Regions from separate parts of the Rattus norvegicus genome. Here region 1 is linked to region 2. The links are chromatin contacts, called in public Hi-C maps. All regions are on one chromosome and are shown on one strand. The core of a region is the stretch at or near the end of the contact, and the rest is flanking DNA. Distances in the headings are between cores, read along the strand shown. Region 1 overlaps Nrg2 (neuregulin 2). Region 2 has its middle 40 kb from the start of Cxxc5.

Region 1 (4,189 bases), core at 52-2,551, 210 kb after region 2:
TTATTGCTAAAAGGGGAATCGAATACACTGTTGGAGTGGCTCTTCCGGGTCCCAGCGTGACCATGCATTCAATCTAAAGAATCTGAAATGCGAAGGACATGCAGGCGTAAAATAGAAAAGACGACCTGTAAACGAAGGTGCTGCAGAGGACAGAGGACATCCTGGAGGCCGCAGGGGAGGAGGAGCCATGAAGGTTGGGCCCCTGGTAGAGCTGCCCCCTCCCTAGGCGGGGGGGCTGGTGGGGAGACAGCCTTCTCTGTCCTCTTTCCCTTAGCAGCTGTGAGGGCTGGGGAGGACCTTCCCCATTCTAGTTGCTGTAACGGGAGGCCTGTGTCTCCTCCTGGAAATAACCCCATCTCAATTCCAGCTCGAAGGCTAGGATCCCTGCCCTCTCTGTTCAGGACTCCAGATCTGGACTGGGGAAGATAAAATTTCGTCTTATCTTCATCTTCTTCCTCATTGTTCATTACCCTCAGAACCATTAGAACCTCACAGTCTCTTCTTTACCTGCCTTTTCTCACCCCCACCAGTTTGGGATCCTATAAGCGCCCATCCCCACACTGCACCCCAGACGGCTCTCCAGGAGCCCCAGATTAGCGTACAGCAAAAGGCACCACAATATAGGTTTCTATTAAAGAGTCAAAAAAATTGGCCCATCTCTCTTTTTTTTTTTTGTTGTTTCTTTTTTTTTTCCGAAGCTGTAAATCAGGATGTTACATATAAATAGTTTCCCTATAAAAACGTCTTTGCCGTTAGCTAGTATTATAAGACAATTTTTTTTGCTAAAATGAAAATAAAACATTTTGTTATACTTTTTTCCTTTTATAGAAAATAAAAATATTTTTATTTCTTTGTTCGCTCCTTTTTCCCTCTCCAGTCGGTGGTCTCCGCTCTCCTCGGAGACGTGAGGCGGGCGAGGCGGGAGGCCTTAGAGGGGCCCGGAGTCCTGCTTTGCCCTCGTGGGCGGCCCCCGGCTGTGTCTGCTGCTGGCGCGCGTGCTGTGGCTGTCCAGGGAGTAGTAAGTCCTGCTGTCCGCCGCCGGGCAGAGCGGCGGCGAGTCCGAGCGCAGCGCGTCGTGCGCCGCTCGCAGGCCGAGGAAAGGCGTGCTCTCGGCCGCCAGCGCCCCGTCCGCGTCGTCCGCATCGTCGTCCGAGGCCGACGCCGAGCCGCAGCCCGAACCGCTGCTCAACGACAGCGAGTCCCGCGCTGCGCGTGCGCGCTGCGCAGCCAACCCGTTGAGGCGGGAGCGCCGCCAGCGCCGCGGCCCCGCCGACGTCCTGCGGGACGCGCCGCGCGTGCGCGGCCGCGGCGGTGGCGGGGGCGCGCACTCCTGCGTGGTCTCGTACTCGTCGTCCTCCGGGATGCGGAAGGGGCTGGCGGGCAGGCTGCCCAAACTGCCTCCCAGCGCGCAGGCGCCGCGCCGCGGCCCGGGCCCCGCCGCCGGGTAGTAGTAGCTGTCGTAGCTGCGCTGCATGTCCGCTCCGGGCCCTGGCCCCGGGCCGGGCGGCGCTGGGTGCCGCAGGAGCGGCTGCTGCTCCGCTAGGCGGTAGCTGATGGGCGCTGCGGGTGGCAGCGACACGGCGTGGGCAGAGTTGGGCGACGTGATCTCGAAAGTCGGCACCTGGGTGGCCAGCGAGTAGTGGAAGTCCACGGGCGAAAGGCGCGCGGGCGTGGTCAGGGCTGACACGTACCTGCGGGAGAGACAGAGGCGTGGGTCGGGAATTAGGGTGCAGTGCCAGTTCACCAGAGATTCTAACCAGAAAGGATTCTGTCCATGAGAGTGAGGGGCTGTGACTCTGACCATGTTTAGTTTCCATGATCCTCCCAGCCTGTTCCTGTCTGTTAAGCATAGATGACTAGAGTGTTTACTCCAATATGATGCTGGAGGATTTCAGAAATGTACTAGGGGAGTACAGTAGGGATGTCTCCGGGGCACGCTCAGCTTGGGGTGTGGTCTCATCTATTCTGTAGCACCTGAGGGTGAAGGCTATACAACTTATAGGAAAAAAGGGACTCAGACTTTAAGTGCCAAGGACAAAATGACCAAAATGTGGTCTGTTCCATTCTTTCTGAATCAACTAACTCTTTTCTCCCTGTTTCACCTAGACACCACTAGGTGTCTCTACTTAGAGCCGATGATCCCTAGGTCCTTGAAGGCCTGTTTCTTGCTAATACCTCCCAGTGTGAATCCTGGGTGACTGTCCCTGTGATTTGAGTCCAGATTAGGCAGAAACCAGTATGCTTATTCCAGGACACTAGCCACCGTTCAGAGACTTCCTGGATTTGAGCTCACTGCTTTTGCAAGGACAGTTTATTCCCCGGCTTGGCTTGAGTGAGGGAAACATGCCTTTTTGTATTGTAGCCAAAGGCCGCCACAGGGAAGTGACACCATGTAGGCATCTTAAGCCAGGGCTGAAAGATACCAAGATAACAACTGTCTCCACTCCTCTTACTTCCTTGAAAAATTTGCTTTTGCTAATATATCTTCTGATGATCCTTTTTGTCCCCCTCCCCCCAACCTCCATGAGCCATCAGCCTCCGCTCTTGTCCACTTGAGCACCTGGATCACTCTCCTACATGCTTTTCTTTCAGACTTCACTGCCAGGTGCTTGACTGCTCTCTGGAACTGGCTTAGAGTCTTTTTTTTTCTTACTGAGTCCATTGACTCCCCCCTCCCCACTTCACTTTCTCACATGCAGATCAGGTTAACTACTAAGTCCTACTCACTCCCTGTCTCCTGAAGACAGATTCTCTGGTCATGCCACCACCTTGGAGTCTGACTTTCACTCTAGGAAATTCTCAGGGCAAACAAAACAAAATACCCCTACCTTCACCCCAGACCAACCAACCAACCAACCAACCAACCAACCAACCAACCAACTAACCAACCAACCAGCCAGCCAACCAACCAAAACAGCTCTGCTAAGGAAGGCCTTCCTATTTATCTACCCAGGCTCTTCCTCCCAAGTGAGCAGAAGGCAAGGCCTCTTGGTCCATCTCTGTGTCCCCAGCCTGCCTGCTGAGCTCCACTGCTCCCATAGTCCATCCTGTTTCTCGTAAGCATGCTCAGGTATTTCTCCTAGAAAGCATCCCTTCCCCATCTCCCTGTCTATTTCTTCCCACCATCTAGTGCCGATGACAACAGAGACAGGTATGAGTGAGGCAGAGCATTGTGCACTATCCTGGGGCCTTTTCCAGCCCCATGTGCGGCAGAAATTGTTTCCCCCTATCTACACAGAAGGGACAAATTTGAAGTACCCACCCCAGATCATTCAGAGAGTGGAGCTGGACTCAGAGGGGGAAATCTTGGAGTCTGTATTTGGACCAGGTTTCTCTGCCCTAGTGTGGTGTCTATAATACTTTTGAAAACTGCAGAAGGTGTCAGTGGTTTATCCCTAGGTTGTGGCTCCTGTAGAGTAAGTCAGAAGGGCCATCTCTGCATGCTTGATCATCCCAGTCTTGGCATAGAGTTGGTTGAGTCAGAAGTAGAATTTGCTCCGAGCTGTCCTGGAGCCTGTCTTGCCTGTGGTGTGCCTTCCTCTGCTTTCCTCTCACAGACTTTGCTTACCTAACAGCCTCTACAAAGCCGATCAGGAAGGGGCCAGCTCCTGGGATTCCTGCTGTGGAGTTAGGGAAGAACGGGGCTTCGTCACCTTGTGTGTGTCTGTGTGTGTGTGTGTGTGTGTGTGTGTGTGTGTGTGTGTATGTGTGTGCCTGACATAGCATGTGTATGGAGGTCAGAGGACAACCTGTGGGAGTTGGCTCTCTCCTTCCATCCTGTAGATTCTAGGAATTAAATTTAGGTCACCAGGCTTGGTGGGCAAGCTCATTCATTTGCCACTAAGCAATCTTGCCAGCCTGGGGGTGGGGGAGAATTTCCTGGTTTTCCCATTATCAACATCTCTGGAAGCCAGCAATACCTTAGGTACTGGGGCCTGGCTGCTGATGCTAATAGGCCCTGAGATCATTCTTGGCTCATGCCCTTCCTGCAGGTCAGTGGTCTTGAAAATGACCCTTTCCCTACCGTCTGGTCCACTTGGTCGAGGTGTCTCTCTGTTTCTCTTGTGATATGGGGGCTTTAGGTGATGCTGAGAATAGGCCAACCTTGGGTCCTGGGTGTGTGCAACAGCCTTATTTGTCCCTAATGCTTCAGTATGGTTATTGGTTATTAATGTTCCCTAATGCCACA
Region 2 (4,048 bases), core at 306-2,805:
GGACATGCCACATGATGAAAAGTTGTATTCATGGTGGGAGTTATGAAGAAATGGGTGGCCCGGTTGTATTCTATTTTTTCTTGGGCCCATTGTGGTAGCCAGTAGTCCCAACTTAACCATATTCTTTGAGGCTGTGTGACATACAATATGGCTATCTGACTTTTTGCCTTGTTGTGCAGCCAGACTTACTAACTCTCCCGTTTTTTTATCAGTCAGTGTAAGTCAGTGTAATTTTATATCCTGGCAAGTCGTGGGTGAATATAGGGTTAGGGCATTTGTTGTGGTGCTGCGGACCTTGTGTGTGGTGCATCTGTTTGTGTGGTAGTATGATATGCTATATCAAGGTGCAGTTTACATGTGACTGATTCCATCCTGTGTCCATGCAAACCAAACGTTTAACCCTGTTGTGACTTGGGTCAGAGACTAGTATGGTGAGTCTGCCTTCTTTGTAGTGCCTTTCTGTACAGTTATATATCCATGCGACCCAACTATGCCCTTTTGCAGTCTGTGTTTTTTGACCTCACTCACGGATGCCCCTATCCCTGCTGGCCGGGCTGCCCCCCCCGCCCTCCCCCCCCCCCCCCGTGTGCGCGCTGGCCGCCTGCGCCGCGCAGCGATCGATCGCCATTGATTGTCCCTGACGAGCTGCTCCACTTTCCAGCCAATGTCAGGAGGGGGGGATCTCCGCCGCCCTGGCGGTGTCATTTCCACACACTCCCTGGGCTGCCGCCAGCACGGGCATCTCCAAGAACCGGGCTGGATTACTCAGAGTGCGGAGTGAACCTCCTACTTCGCAAAGGAAGCCCCCACCCCTAACAACACAAGCCCGGTTCCCTGCTTGCTGGCTGGAATACCTGTCTCCCAAGGTGAGTGGACAAATACATGTTGTCCTCACCTGAGTTAAATCCAGATGGGCTTGTGCACCGACGGGACTGGGCTGCAAGCCGCTGGTTCCGGTAGGCAGAGGCGCCAGCAGGCCAACTTTGCTGGCCCGAACAGATGCTAATGATTTTCCGGGAGGCGCTGGTTATCTCTGGCCCCAGCCGGCCAGTTGCAGAGCTGGGCCATCCATCCATCTCCATACTCTGCTTTCCCACCTCTGGGATCTCCACCAGATGACCATACGCCCCAAGTAGGTCTTGAGAGTTGCAGGCTGTCCGGGTGTCCCTGGAACTGTGTCTGGGCTGCGTGGGAATATATGTTGTATCCACTCTGGATGTACTAGTATCCATGCCAAAGGGCCCCCACTACATACCCACCTAAGCAGGGGAAACTGGGTCTTGCAAAAGACTGAGGTCATATACCCCCATTCCTGCTCAGCTGAGTGGGGTCACCCCTCTGAAAAGCCATCCTTAGTGGGGGAGAGGGTGGTATTGGGGGGGGGGGAGAGACCGCAGCCCTCCTCCTTCTTCCTTCTCAGGGGCCGGAGCCAGTTTCCAGACTCCCTGGTGGAAGTGCTGACGTGGCTTTGGGCAGCTGTCTGGGGCCGGGAAGCGGGGCAGATGTCACGCAGCCCAGGGGAGGAGGCGGCTCCCTGGGAGGGCGGGCAGGGCTTCTGGCCAGGCAAGACTACCTCCTCCCCCTTCGACCTGGCTCTGTCGGTCTGGATCTGGGCGCAACCACTGAGCCCAGCTGACTCGCTCAGAGAAGGCTCCAGTTCCTGTGTGTGTGTGACTGACAGCCGCAGCCTCTCTGATTCCTTCTCACCTCTCGCTCGAGAATAAAGCACACCTACATTGCACGGGCACTCAAGTGAAAGCAGGGATGTGTAAAGCCTGGTCCCAATGCTAGGCACATTGTTGCTGCTCAATAAATGTTAGCTGTTGTTGTCTTTACAAGTGGGAACTTGGTGTGTCCAAAGGCAAAACTGAGTCCTAAGGGTGCCAGCTGGCGTCAGAGATCATTGCAGCCAGCCTGCTGCGGCACTGCCCCTGACTGTCTACATTTCTCATGCTTGTCCCTTCTCTCTGCAGTGTCAGCCCCTCTTGGCTCTTCCTACTGCCAAGCCGCCCCCCTCCTTGCCTCTTCTTGTGGTTCCCTCCTATCTGGCGGCCACATTGGGTCCCTCGAGCAACACAGCCCCTTGGGAACAGCAATCGATGGGGCGGAACAGCCTCCCTGACAGATGGACCCACGGAGGCTGGGCTGTTTCTCCACAGCTCCCTAGGAAACCGGAGACAAGAGCTCAGCCACCATGGCCACCTCCTAAATAGAAGGGATGGTGTGTGTGTGTGTGTGTGTGTGTGTGTGTACGTACGTGTACATGTTTAGAGCTTCCTGTTTAGAGCTTCCTGCCAGCCACAGACTCCGGTAACTGGCTGGCAGGAAGAGATGGGCTTGGCAGGGCAGGGCAGTTGTATGTCCACCTTCCACCCTCACCCAACCTTTTCCTTAGGCCCAGAATCATCTTTGGGTGAAGCAGTATAGGGTTTGCGTGGCATTGGGATGGAAGAATCTCTTTCTGGGCACTGGAGGTTGGTGTGTGGGTAGGTAAGCAGGCAGCCAGTTCACATCCCTGTGGCCACAAGGGGGCTTTGAAGCTGGAGTGGCAGCTTCCTCTACCTATACTGCTGAAATGATGAACTGGTGGCCCCTATGCATGTGGTGGTAGGGCTGGAAAATACCCTTGCCTCCTTCCAGGCTTTCTCACACCTCATCACGCCTCAACACTACTGACATTTTAGGATTTAGGTCCATTATCAGTGGTCTCTAATAAGTAGATGCCAGGAGCAACATTGTAGACAAAAGAGTAGTGGGGCTAGTTAGGGGAGCATTCACCCATAGTCCCAAAACCTGGAAGGAAGAAGCAGAAGCATCACACCATGAGTTTGAGAGCCAGCCTTGTCTACATAGTCAATTTTAAATCAGCCAGGGCTAGAATGGGACTAGATCCTGCCTCAAAACAATAACTGAAAAGTCTCTAAGGGCAAGCGCCTCAACACCAAACACCTGGAGGTGATAGACTACCAAGGGGATGCCAGAGATCTGCAATAGTGAAAGTTTGATGGCCCCAAACATCCCTGCTTCCAGCCTTCTCAGGTCCAGAATTACCTCCCACTACTAGCTTGAAACAATCTACCTGAGGTGGCAGGGTTTCTGGCGTCCTTGTTTATCCTTAGGGTTAGATACCTCGCTGCATTGCTGAAGCTACTGTCATAGAGGCACAGGAACAGATAGGGTCATGAGGCCTCTTGAGGTGCTTTAGTGACCTGTGCAGCCAGTTCAGCATGGGAACACCAGCACTAATGATCAGCCTCCTTCCCATGGTGTCCTGGCTGCTTCCCCCAAGGTCATTGTTGGCTAGGGGTGGTGCTGGCAGAACTCAGCTTTCGATTGCTGGGGATGTAAGAGATTGTGAACACAGGTCCAGTGGGCCAGACAGCTGACAGCTGGGCCACCTGAACACTGAGCTGTTTCAGAAGGCAGAAGGGAAGAAGGCAGAGTAGATCAAACAGTGCCAACCCACAGCCTTTAAAGTAGAGAACTGAACTGGGGATGCCCTCTGGAGTCACCTCTTGCACAGGCAGGCAGAAAGGGGACAGCTTAGCACTGTCTTACTCCCGGAAGTCCCTAATTCACCTCACCCATTTCTTTCCTGAATCATTCCTAGCCTGCATTCAGGCCCCAGAAGAGACAGTGCCCAGAATAACAGTTCTCTGACAGACCTTATTCCTAGGGAAGTGAGCTCTTCTTCTGAGGGGGAACTATCAGGACACGGGTCAGCAGGTGCCTCTGGGGAGGGATCAGACTGCCTAAGCGGACGAGGCTATAGAGATTAGCGATGACTCGAGATTAAGGCAATTTAGGATGAAGAGATGGCTCAGTTGTTCAGAACACTTGCTTGACCTGGGTTTGATTCCTTGCACTCAAATGGTGGCTCACAGCCATTTGTAACTCCAGCGTAAGGGGAGCTGATGTCTCCTGACTTCTGTAGGCACCACAGTTCCTAACCCTCAGGTCAGATGGCTCATAACCAACCATGTGGAACCCCAATGGGAAATCCAAGACCAACCACACAGACACAGAATTAAAAATAAAAATAGTTGTG

What was found. A called contact is a pair of places that touch in the nucleus more often than the background predicts.
Region 1: a contact with region 2 is called in a Hi-C map of liver, with 2.3 times the contacts expected there. The contact joins two enhancer-like sites.

The regions. Positions count from the first base shown.
Region 1 is chr18:27,893,005-27,897,193 of GRCr8, forward strand. Nrg2 (neuregulin 2) reads right to left here. Exons shown (of 10, transcript NM_001136151.2): 10 at 1-1,691. The coding sequence ends at 929. Among named protein-coding and RNA genes, the nearest start is that of Psd2, 55 kb to the left of the region's middle. Within about 2 kb of position 1,302, at least 78 of the 93 cell types and tissues checked have an H3K27ac peak or open chromatin away from gene starts, as enhancers often do. A contact at or near this core is called in liver, where this site is marked.
Region 2 is chr18:27,687,631-27,691,678 of GRCr8, forward strand. No RefSeq gene overlaps it. Among named protein-coding and RNA genes, the nearest start is that of Cxxc5, 40 kb to the right of the region's middle. Within about 2 kb of position 1,556, at least 57 of the 93 cell types and tissues checked have an H3K27ac peak or open chromatin away from gene starts, as enhancers often do. A contact at or near this core is called in liver, where this site is marked.